2 separate regions of the Zea mays genome follow, and region 1 is linked to region 2. The links are chromatin contacts, called in public Hi-C maps. All regions are on one chromosome and are shown on one strand. The core of a region is the stretch at or near the end of the contact, and the rest is flanking DNA. Distances in the headings are between cores, read along the strand shown. Region 1 holds the start of LOC103654437 (NC domain-containing protein-related). Region 2 holds the start of LOC542404 (MFS14 protein).

What was found. Hi-C and Micro-C count contacts between places; a contact is called where the count stands out from the background.
Region 1: a Hi-C map of tassel shows a contact between it and region 2, with 4 times the contacts expected there. The contact joins the promoter of LOC103654437 here to the promoter of LOC542404 in region 2. A contact is called at or near these places in 10 of 25 Hi-C or Micro-C datasets (bundle sheath, ear, endosperm and 3 more).

Annotation. Positions count from the first base shown.
Region 1 is chr4:201,325,673-201,332,419 of Zm-B73-REFERENCE-NAM-5.0, reverse strand. LOC103654437 (NC domain-containing protein-related) reads left to right here and starts at 4,413. Exons shown (of 2, transcript NM_001323539.1): 1 at 4,413-4,682; 2 at 5,787-6,747. The coding sequence starts at 4,589. The coding sequence ends at 6,547. LOC100285950 (TTN10) reads left to right here. Exons shown (of 7, transcript NM_001413920.1): 6 at 1-73; 7 at 159-573. The coding sequence ends at 274.
Region 2 is chr4:201,187,942-201,193,971 of Zm-B73-REFERENCE-NAM-5.0, reverse strand. LOC542404 (MFS14 protein) reads left to right here and starts at 2,713. Exons shown (of 2, transcript NM_001308146.1): 1 at 2,713-3,079; 2 at 3,181-3,376. The coding sequence starts at 2,776. The coding sequence ends at 3,188. LOC100383567 reads right to left here. Exons shown (of 11, transcript NM_001176215.1): 6 at 5,719-5,956; 7 at 5,446-5,634; 8 at 5,210-5,374; 9 at 4,683-4,826; 10 at 4,551-4,607; 11 at 3,519-3,890. The coding sequence ends at 3,777.

The DNA.
Region 1 (6,747 bases), core at 3,164-5,663, 140 kb before region 2:
AGTAAGTCCCACAGTTCTTCCATGATGACAGTGCCCAAGTTCGTTCCACGCCTTACAAAAGAAGAAACTCGGGGTATGAAAACATCTCCCTATGGTATTCATCATCAGGCATGTGTCCACAACAGCCGAACTTTTTTTTTGTCTCTGTGTGTGTGTAGTGTTTGAATCTGCCAGAGAATCGATGACTGGTTTCAAGAAATGGCGAGCAGGTGGGATGAGACTGCAAAAGGCTTCCATTCTTGGCCGGAAGAGGAAGACAAAGCTGCCTGAATGAGTTTTAAGGTGATGTGCGCTGCTTTGATTTGCTAGCACCGTGAGCAAAGAGAAAAGTGAATGGCAGATTAAATCTGGATGTACTATGATCTGCTGTACATTGTGCACTTGTGTACAGCAGCTCTGATCAGTCCGTCCTTTGTAAGGAAAATGAACACCGTCTTAAATCATGATATCCTGTTTGGAGCAGGTGTCATGATTTTCAGCAGGGTATCTTGAATGAGTTTGAATCATGATATCCTGTCTTAAATTTCACATGTTCTCAAAATTTCTGTTTCCTTGAGCTTATCAGCTCAAATCAGCGTGTTTTTGTCTCGCAACAAATCAGCATCAACCAAAAACAGTATAAATGTGGAGAAACAGAACGAAGCAGGCAGGTAGACAGGCGATGAGCGATCGGGGACGAAGGCGCGACGACGACAGCCAAGCCCAAGAGCCAACCCCGGCCGGCCATCATCTCTGCTTTGTCGTCAGGTGACCCCATCTGCCGCAGGCCCACACGACACGATCAAGATGTGTGGGTGTTGTGAACCTGAACCAGTCCATGTCCATCCATCGTCATGATGATCGACGCGAACTGCACTATCTGTTTACAAAAGTTGGCTCGAGTCAAGGTCTCTGGACTTTAAAAGTAATATTTATGGATCCCTAAACTTGATAGAGGTTCCTAAACATTCACGTAATCACTGCAGGTCTGCAGGTCCCTAAACTTGACAGGGGGTGTCATCCAGGTCCCAAATACCGTAGATAATTTTGGCACAAAATTTAAAAAAACAAAAATCTAATTTTAGGGCACTATAGCTACATATTTTAGGATATTTCAAAAATTGTGCCAAAATTTCGGATGAAGATGATTTTTATATGAAAATTCTAGCTCTCGATAAGATCTATAACTTTCTAGTTTTGAGTTTTTTTTAATGTGAGGTCCCTACGATGGTCCAAAAATCAAATAAATTTTCAGCACTATAGTATTCGCGTGCAAGCGCTTGTGGCCTTGGAAAAGTCATATATTTCTTATATGCTATCAAATGAAGATACTTTTAATACGAAATTGTAGCCCTCGATAAAATCCACAACTTTCTAGTTTTGAATTTCTTAATTTAAAGTCGTTAAAAAAGATTTGAGCAGTATATTAATCTAACCGTGGATAACCGCTTGTCGCCTTAGAAAAACCATATCTTTTTTGTATGCTACCAAATGGAGATATACTTATATAAAAATTGTAGCATTCGACGAAGTATACAACTTTTAGTTTTAAGGGTTTTTTTTAGTCGAGGTCGTTAAGATACTCAAAAAAATTGAAAAATGCAAAACCGTTGTGCAAGAACCGAAATCAGAGTTTTAATGATTATTTTTTTCAAGTGTCTTAAATACCTCAAATTGAAAAACTCGAAACCAGAAAGTTATAGATCTCGTTGAGTGCTACTCCATCCGTTCATAAATATATGACATTATTGACTTTTTAAAAACAACTTTGACCACTCGTCGTATTAAAAAAATCATGAGTTATCATTTATTTTGTTGTAGTTTGTTTTATCACTTAAGGTAGTCTACGTTTGACTTAAAATTTTACTTTTTAATAAATATTCTAAATAAGACGAGTGGTCAAAGTTTTCGAAAAAGTCAATAGTGTCATATATTTGTGAACGAAGGCAGTACAACTTTCATATATAAAGTATTTCTATTTGATAGCATATAAGAAAGATGTGATTTTTACAAGGCGACAAACACGATTAATATACTATCGAAAATTTATTTATTTTTTAACCATCTTAGCGATTTTAAATTAGAAAAACTCAAAACTAGAAAGTTGTAGATCTCGCCGAGAGCTATAATTTTTATATAAAAGTCATTTTCATCTGAAAAAGATATAATTTTTTTGGAATATCCTTAAAAAATATAGCTACGGTACTCCAAAATTAGATTTTAGTTTTTAAATTTTGTTCCAAAATTAAATACAATATTTGGGACCTTCGTTTGCATATAAACTCCAAATTGGGTGGTTCAAATTGCAAAATGTTCACAAAATTATTCTCTATTTGTTTAAATTATTATCTTTCACTATATGCATGTCTTAATTTTATGTCTAGGCTATAGGTGCATTTAACGTAATGGTTTATTATTTAAAAGGAAAATATAAAAAGAACACTAATGATAATTAAGTGATTAATAATCTCAGGAAATATATGATCCCACCCCTAGAATAACTTTAGTAATTCATTTAGATAAATGAAGTTAAGTTATGTGATCCACTGAGATAAACAGCAACTGGAGAACCACAAACCTCTAGGTTTATTAGTTTACCCTAGAACCTAGATTTCACTTTTGTGTTTATACTTTTCAATTGAACTTGTGTTCACTTGGTTGCACATGTTTGGTGTACTGTTCTTTTATCATTTCCCAAATATGTTGAATGAATGATTGCTTTGCGTAGACAACGAGCAGCACGAGGTTTCTAAGTGTGTTAGAGTAGATTTCCCTGAACAACAACCTTGTGAAGGCAAGTGTCCTCTGACCCATTATGTCCTATTTACTTTATAATTCACTATCCTGCATTACATAATTAAAACCTAAGGATTGACTAGCTTTGTATTTACCTTGTCCTTGATTACCTTTTGGGTTAATATGGTTAGCTTTATGCTATTGCTTTACTTTAATCAACGAATATGATGAGAACATTTATGCTCAGGAAAACCACCCAATGCTCAGGAAAACCACCCAAACCTATATCATAGAGTGATATGATGATGTTATCTTGATTATGATGAAGAACTTGTGATAATTTAGGGGACTCAGACTATTTCTTGAGTACCTTTCCGTAAGGACTTTTTCGTTGAGAGACCACCCGGGATAACAGTACAACCATGAGAGTGGAATAGGACGCTATTAGCTGATTAATTAGATGAACTTGAGGTGTAGTTGGCTTTGTCGTAGGGCCGTCAATGGGGTCGGGGCATAGTGCTTGCTCTGCTAAGGGTGAGATATACCACCCTTGCTATAAAAACCACCCAACCCCAGGTTGTCCCCATTGTCACCAATGCTCAGGAGAAGATGATGGTAACATGGAAGATTTTAAGGAGTTTGAAAACTTCGATGAGTTCTAGTCATGTTTAGTGGCAAACCCGAGTTAGATGCCTGTGAATCCCTTATCTTTCTATGTTTCGTATTCGTACTTTGATTATGATAATGACTATGTTTAGTTAATAACTCTGTGGATGTCTTAGATATCTTGATGTAATAAAGTACTATTTCCGCTATTATTTTGAATAATGTGTGATGATGTATAACTATGTAATTCCTGTGTATGTGAGTTTCTGATCTTGACACGTACATGGTTCGCATTCGTTTTGCCTTCCAAAACCGAGTGTGAGAATAGCTGATGTCTCCACCAAGATCAATTAGGTTGTCTCCAGCAACTATCCTATTATATTCCATATCATATTTTATATTTTAAATTTACTCTGTAAACTGTAGATAATACAGTATTAATTCCTTATTTCACACGAACTGCCGCGAACAGCCTCATCAAAAGGCCGGAACAGCGGCTCCATCAGTGGCGCACCCGCATGCAGGGCAGGTATAGATGGCAAAACGGGCCGGCATGACCCGTGGTCAGCACGGCCCGTCAGGCCTGGCTAGCGAAGCGTGCCGTGCCAGATGGGCCGACGTGCCGCTACCGCGGCCCAGGTACGTCCCGTCAGCCTGCTAGTCGTGCTGGGTCCGGTGGCAATATGACCCATCTAATTATATTGTATAATTTAGCAAAAAAATATGTAGTTGTGGGGAACAAACTCACAACTGTATAAAACACTTAAACACATCCATCTAGCCAGTGCGGCTACAGTTTTATTGTGTTATATGTTGAATTCTTATACTTAATATATGTAAACTATTATTTTAAATAAAAATGTAATCGTGTCTTGCTCGTGCCAGCACTACGGGTCGAGATGGTGGCCCAGATATGACACTATAGTCGTGCCGTGCCAGACACTGGCACTATACTAGCTGGGCCGGATCGTGCCTGGACCGTGTTGTTTCGTGTCGTGTCTGGGCTGATCCATCGTGTTAGTGCCAAATGGCCATATAAGGGCAGGCCCTCGCGACTGACCGGACCACGACACCCTCGCTTCACCTCCTCACTCGCGTCGCGCCTCCGCTTCCATGTCATTTGACAGCGCAACACGGCGCTGCAGGGTAAAGCTCTCCCCCGCTCGCCGGTCTCTGTGCCCAGGCCAGCAGGACGAAGAAGAAGCCGGCTGGGAAGACCCAGGCCTGACCGCCTGAGCTAGGGGAGAGGAGGACGACGACGACGACGATGGGGCTGCTGTCTCAGCGGGTGGAGCGGTCGGAGATGGAGCCCGGCGACCACATCTACACCTGGCGCGCCGGCTACACCTATTCCCACCACGGTACGGCGCACTAGCCGCTCTGGTCTTCAGTATCCCTCCCGCCCCGATCTCCTCCTCCTCGGCTTCCCAATCCGGCCCTGGAGTTGTCCATTCTCTTGCTTTTAACCTGTGCAGTGGCCATTGCACCTGTGAATCCAAGAGCATTGCAAATGCTCTTGACGCCGGAGTAATAATGCTGTGCCCATCCAGCCGGCGTCCGGACAGAAACCACGCTGCCCGTGGTCACCTCTCTCGCCAGCTCATAGTCATAGCTCTGCCCTTTCTTATTTCGTTTTCGTTGTATGAAATTGCTTGGACTTTGGACATTTCTGCAACCGCTGCTTGTTCATCAGAGTAGAGTACTGACAATGAACTTCCTCACGGGATCAGATATCAATTAGAAACCCATTTTGTTTACCAAAGAATCCTTACCGCCGCCGTCTTTACTAACTTGGTCAGCTCGTCGTCACTAGATCCGGTGACCAGCAAAGATATGCACATGCATGCATTCCTCACCTTTTGCTTTGCATCTCCTTATCAGCTACAGCACTGGCCTAATGACAGCCAGCGGCTGCAGTTATAAAAACAAAATTACTGTAGAAGTCGTAGCAGTAGCCGAATTAAAACCGCAGTGCATCCCAAAGCGCGTAAAAGATGCATCTCTTCCACATCATGTCACTCTACGCGCGCTGCTACAGGCACCGACATTTTGTGCCCGCACGTTATGGACGTCCTTCCTCCCTACACACCCAGATCACCACTGCATGACATATGTGTGGGGAATGGCATGCCGGCTAGCACGCATGTGGGAGTGGTAGCATGGATAGCACTTCTCCGCATGGATGGACAGTGTTTTCTCTTACACCTTTTGTCACGATCTTGCCAGTAAATCTTCTGATTTGGCAATAATAATGTCGATCTGTAATCGTTTCATTCGTCGTTTGAGATCCAATCCAACTTTGTATCTCAACATGCATGGTCATTACAGCTTGAGTAATTAAGCCATGACGAATGTATTCATTAGGGCCTATTTGGAAGGTGATAGGATAAGGTAGCGTGCCATGTTCTTATCTGACGCGCCAGGTGTTGCATTGCATGGATGATATGGATCCATCCATGACCCAGGGATTTACGTCGGCGGCAGCAAGGTGGTGCACTTCACGCGGAAGAGGGAGGCGGGCGGCGCGGGTCTGGACTCGGCCATCGCCGTGTCCAGCCTCCTCCTCTCGCGGGGCTCGGACGAGTGCCCCACCTTCCCGGACTGCGGCTTCCAGCTCCCCGACAGCGGCGTGGTGCTGACCTGCGTGGACTGCTTCCTCGGCGGCGGCGCGCTGCACCGGTTCGAGTACGGCGTGCCGGCCGCGGCGTTCCTGGCCAAGGTCCGCGGGGGCACGTCCACCACGGCGCGCGCCGACCCGGGCGACGCCGCCGTGCGCCGCGCCATGCACCTCCTCCGGCACGGCTTCGGCGACTACGACGTGTTCGAGAACAACTGCGAGGACTTCGCGCTCTACTGCAAGACGGGGCTCCTGCTCCTCCCCGCCGCCGCGGCTGGCGGCGGGGTCGGGATCGGGAGGAGCGGGCAGGCCGCGGCCGCCCTCGGCGTGCCGCTGGCCGCGCTCTTCTCCACCCCGTTCAAGCTCGTGGCCGCCGGCCCGCTCGGCATGGCCGCCGTCACCGCGGGCGTGTACTGCGCCGGCAGGTACGTCACCGACATCGGGGTGAGGACGGACGTGGTGAAGGTGGAGGTGAAGGACCTGTCGGCGCACCTCGGCTGGCGCCGCGCCAGGGCTCAGGAGAAGAAGAAGAAGCAGCAGCAGGAGGAGGCGCCGGCGGCGGCCAAGAGCTTGCTTCCGCTCAAGCGGAAACGGGAGACCTGCGTTTGATTGGCGTGCGGTTGCAAATAGATTTGATTTCTTCGTCTTTAGTTACTGCATAGAAATTAATAAGCCCGATATAGATAGATATATGTCCTAGCGTTCTTGCCCGATGCCCCGATCGATATTGTTCGTTGTTCTTTGTACGTACTCTGTATCATTCTAAGAGTTTCAGTTACTCCTACATACATTCTTCATTACTGCAACAA
Region 2 (6,030 bases), core at 1,464-3,963:
TTTTGAACCGGCTGTAAGGAAGAACATGCAGAAAATTTGACCTTTGTTGACCAAACAAACTCAGCGGTATATACATCTGTGGATTCATCATCTGAACTATCACGCTCTACTAGATGTATAGTACGGGCAGCTGATTTTGATGTCTTTTTAAATCGGCTTTCACAGGCTAAAGCCCGCTGATGTAGCTGAGCTATTGAAAAGAACTGGGTCCCATCTAATTTGTCTCTTAAGCAGGATAGCAACCCATCAAAAGCCATCCCTGCTAGCTCTTTGTCTGCGACATGGATCCGAAAGCATCGATTTCTAGTGTCTCGGAACCTCCAGATATAATAGTTAACCGATTCTTCACGTCCCTATCAAACTAAAGCTAAATCAGCTAGCCCTAATTCATTTTCCCCGGAAAAGAAATGTTCATGAAATTTACTCTCTAAATCATTCCAAGAATTAATGGAATTAGGAGGCAGGGCGGCGTACCAAGCAAAAGCGGTACCAGTAAGGGATAAAGAAAATAAACAAACACGAAATGCTTCCCCATCGGCCAATTCGCCTAGGTGTGCTAGGAACTGGCCTATATGTTCGTGTGTGCTTCTCCTATTTTCACCAGAAAACTTAGAAAACTCTGGTATCCTTGCCCCTTGTGGATATGGGACAATGTCAAACCGGTGATCATATGGCTTCTGATATGATTGCCCCACTCTATCCACACCAACTCCGAGTCTATCTCAAAATAGTTTAGCCATCTCTTCCCTAATTTTCTACATTGCACTCGGTGGCAGACCACCGGACCCTAGGCTGTGGGGTTCATTCGGTCGGGCATTGTTATGCCGACCTTCTTGCCATGACCGATTGATAATGTTGATCGGCCTGTGATCATATGGCGTGTTGTGGGTTAAATATGTAGGGGGCAGAACATACTGCCGTTGTGGTATGTAATAATTTGGTGCATAGTGTGCGACAGTAGGTTCTGTGTATGTGTATCCGATATGTCCGGTGGTACATCTGAACTGGCCGGTTGTGTTAGCTATTATTGGGGCGCCACGCGGTAGCCCTGGTGCGGTCCCGGACTATCCGGCAGAGAAAGCCGGACGGTCTGTGTAAGGGCCGAACTATCCAGACAAAAGCTCGGACGGTCCGACCGTGTAGAGGGCCGCCGATCTGCCAAGCAAGGACGATGGTGATGGTATTTGCCCTGGATATGAGTTCATCAACATACCATATAATGGATGGGGCTGCAAATCCCCATTTGTCGCCGATGTATTAGACATAAATATCATGTTACTAGTTTCATATGATGGAAAACTAGGAGCAACAGACTTCTCCAACATACACGTTAATTTTCTAATTGGTTCTTCTAACCCTCTAATCTAATGCTTCATTTGATTATGCAAATGGTCTACATACTGTTTAATAGATTGGATGTCGTCGGGTTTACTTACGTTAGGGACTTGAAGCGAAGATAGAAGAGATGTGACGTCGGTATCGCATGTTTGACAACTTTCTGGTGACGATCCACCATGTATTGTGACAAGAATTTCTCCTTCGTTTGACACATGTAGTCCTCGTATTGTTGTTGCTCATCGGTCGTCGGACTCTTAATAGCCGGCTTTAGGATATTGTCCGGGGAGATATCGGTGTGATCTTTAGAACCGGCCATTTGATGGCCTGAGTTTTAGTAGATCTAGACACATTTCCCCAACGGAGTCGCCAAAAAGTGTGTTGGCGCCGATCCAGGCGCGAAACACTGGAGATGGACCGTTTGGCGGTGTTCTCTGCGGAGGTGAGGACGGTCCGCGACCTGGCGCAGCAGCGACTCTCCTCTACGTGTGTCCGGACGGTCCGCGTCTGGGGCTCGGACGGTCCGCGATGGCGCAGAGGGTCTTCTTCTTCGCAGCCGACCTAGATCTCGCCTCCCGGGAGGGACCCCGTCGGGGAGGAGAGATTGTAGGGTGTGTCTTGGCGTCGACAGGCCACACAATACGCCTCTAGTCGACGTAGAGCCGAAGAGAGGTGAAGGATTGAGGTAGAAGGAGGCTAAACTTGGGCTAAACTAGAACTACTGCTAATGCATAAGGTAAAAACGAGAAGTGGACTTCATTTGATCGATTGTGGAAGGTTTAATCGACTGTAGCCCTTTATCTATATAAAGGGGAGGTATGGACCCGTTACAAGCCGTTTCCCGAGCTAATCTCACGGTTTTAGTTAATAAATCCTGCGAGAAACTCGGAACTCTAACTGATTCTACTCATGCGCGAACCATTCGTGCCGCCACCGCTGCCCGTCCGGCTACGCTCAGTTAACCCTGTGTTGTGCGCTGTGATTTGGTGGCATATAAAACCACATTTGCAATAAAAATTTGTAGGGATTTAACATACCAAGTGCTGCGGAAAGGAATCGTTTTCGGAGGACCCAAAATTAAAGAGGCAGATGCTAGAGCTCGTCCAGCTCAGCGCTGAGCACCTGTGTTGTCTTCCTCGTCCACGCCGGCGGAGATGAACGGCAACAAAGGCGGAAAGGCCGAGACGCTGAGCTCAAGGACGTGACACCGCGCGTACCTCGCGTTCAGTTGGCTCACACAACAGCAGCTCGCTCGCCCCAAGCTCCCGCGTCCTGATCCGTAGGTGAGCCATGCAAAGGTCGCCGCGCGCCCTGATCCATTGCACCCTTCAAAGCTCGAACCTACAAATAGCGTGCACCAGGCATCCTGGCCACACCCACACAGCAAGCCAGCAGAGCAGAAAGCAGCCGCAGCCCCAGCCCCCACAAGACGAGGCAACAATGGCGCTAGAAGCAGCCACCGCCCCCCGCGCACTCCTCGCCGCGTGCCTCGTCCTGCTGGTCCTCGGCGGCGGCACCGGCCCGTCGTCGGTGCTGCGCGGCGCCGGGGCGCAGGCCGGCGGGCAGTGCCTGCCGCAGCTGAACCGCCTCCTGGCGTGCCGCGCGTACCTGGTGCCCGGCGCGCCGGACCCCAGCGCGGACTGCTGCAGCGCGCTGAGCGCCGTGTCGCACGAGTGCGCCTGCAGCACCATGGGCATCATCAACAGCCTGCCCGGCCGGTGCCACCTCGCCCAAGCCAACTGCTGTAAGCTTGTAGCCAGGCCGCAACGGCTTCGTCTCTTCATCTCGGTGCTATGCTAAGCTTATTAATCTTATGTTTTCCTGCGGTTCGTGTTCACCATGCAGCCGCTTGAAGCAGGGACCTGGCACGCGTGCTGCAATGGATGGCAGGAGGGGAGAGGAATAAGAAGTGTTTCCATTTCACAGTGAGAGCAGTCGAGCTCCAACGTTGTCGTCGTCGTCGTCTTCTTCTTTTGATATTCAGACTCTGTCTTGCGGTCTATATCATCAGCATAATAATAATAAAATAAGTAAAACCAAACCATGCATGACCATGCTATACATGTTGCGAGTTCCAGCGAGACGGTTAACTATAATGACTGCAACAAAGGATTCTGTTCGTTTTGACACGTGATCACGTAAGAATACCGCTCAGGAGACCAACACGGATGGTCTAAACCACTATCTCCAAAGTAAACCATACTCAAGTCTTAAAACCGCAAGAGCTACAGTTGTTCTGAAATCTGAATGTAGAACTGCCCATCTGCACAGTCAGATCGAAACACCTCCGTTTCAGAGCACAGAAGATGGCGACGGGATCTCTAGAGATCAGTAATCATTCAACCGCTGCAGTATTTTCATGAACACACGCCAGGCACGATCTAAATGACCGATTTTATAAGTGCATATACTACTCGACCATAACTCCAGAACCTTGTACTCTACGCAGACAGTTTTTCTAGGAACAGAGCTTCCTGCTTGCTAGTGAGACCGAGATCGCTCAGTGACATCTGGCTCTCCAATTCAGTGAAGGCACGCCTGGGATAAGACCTCGCCTGTCCAAAGAAATATCACAATATCACTACGGTTACAAGAATTGGTCAGGGGGAGATGAAAAACTTCACGTAGAGTCTAAGGAAGATTCTGATGTCTCCCCTTAACAAGGCTCACTCGTGCCATCACACAATACTATAAAACAACATAACCGACTAACTGACCAGCAAAAATGCAATGCTGATGAACAAAAAAGATTGTTCGTGCAATTTTCGTTATTCTCCAAGTTTCTCGGCTCATACTAACTTAACTTCTTGACTGACCTGACTACTTAACAGACACCAGAGCAATTGATGCTACAAGCCTATGACAATTAACAAGTGCTTAAGATTAAGGACTAAACAGGAGATCCCACTAAACCCACGTAGATAGTTCCAAATGGTTTGATAAAATAGTTCAGATTTGAAGAGGTGGAAGTCATCATTTGTACAAATGGATAGGTACCACGAAAATTGCCAGGTGAAGTTACCAAAATAAAAGGTCCTGCAATGGTATTCTGAAACAATAGTATTTTTTTTCTTTCTTGTTAGCACAAAGTGTGAATAACCAGCTGGTGCTCATACCATATCTCCAGTATAATAAGCTATGGACTCTAACTGTACATCTTTTATCAGTAAATATTGCTTTGCAAAAACACATTGAAGGAGGTAGATGAGAATTACCAGTCTATAAGTTCCTGGTTTGAAAGTCCGGCTGATGTCTATGAAATCAAAAAGATACTGCAACAATTCCAGGAAGATTATAAGCATAATCTTCAGCAATCAGCAGGATTCTGGCAACTTAAATAATCTCACCTGAAGCCTGTCAGATTTGAGAAAGCGCCGTCCTCGACGACTACCATCAGGCATGCGGACTACCACTGTGACAGCCCCCTCGTCATTTTGTAGTGGCTCCTTAGGTAGTGATGCTTGTTTGGCTGCAAGCTTGGATTCCAACTCCTAAGAATCACTCCCAAAAATAAAGGTACGTTAGTAGTGGTAAAATAACGAAAACCTTGGAGAATATATATCTAGCATGAGCTCAGAAGGAAATCAATCTGCTGCATTACTGCTCAATTGCTAAATGATAGACATCTTATACTAAAGCAACAATAGTTTACCAAGACTTTCCTGATAATGACTGACAAATGTACTACAGTTCTTTCAAAATAAGTGGAACATTGAACACATTACTGATTGCCCAATTCTGCAATTAACCCAACCCAATTGCAGTTCAATAAACCGTATATGCTTCTGAGGCAACAAAATTATCAAAGCGCAGCAAATGTATGAATCTCAATCATATTCTGCAACTTTGACTTTGATAGTACTAAGCGAAGTACCTCTTCCTCACGTTGTTTCTTTAGCTTCTCCTCCTCTTCTTTCTTTTGACGTTCAAGAGCAGCCTCTCTTGCTGCAGCTTCCTCTACCCTGCGAAGTTCAGCCTCCTGCACAGCCTTCAACTCTTTTTCTCGATCAGCTTGGAGAGCAGCAAGATACTCATCATCCTGCAATTGAAATATTGCTAGTCATATACAGTAGTTGTACTACTCTCCAGCAGATGAATACTGCTCAGTACCTGCTGCTCCCTTAACAACCGCTGTGCCGTTAATGATGGTGATGGAGGACGTGCTACTAGGGGATAGTGAGTCGACCTGCCATGGGCTGGGAAGGAAAATGGATATGGTGCTCCTTCAGGAATCCCACCAAACATTGCAGCCTCAAGCATAAGAGCTTCATCACGCTCTTCAGAAGAAATACCACCCCACTTGAAATTAAAACAACACTGTGAGTTGATGGAACTATAATTTGCAGACCATAGCTCAGTAGAGGCATGATGATAACTGAATACCTCTACTGAAGGAAACCCCACATTACGCTGATGACCAATTTGAACATGAGGTTGGGGACTTGAGGGCGGGCTGTCAGCCCTTTGAACAGTTTCTGCTGGCTCAATAGTTCTGCCTCGAAGTCGCCTAGAACGAGTCCTAACTAAAGGTTGTTCTTCACCATCTTCATTGTCCTCTTGGAAGTTCTCTTCATCTACTGTTTGCTCAGAAGTTCCCACTTCTCCTGTAGTTAGTCCTCGCCTACAATAAGAATGGACATGTATGAGGAATCAGCTGCTACCAAGTATATTCCAATTAGACACAGATTATACTTA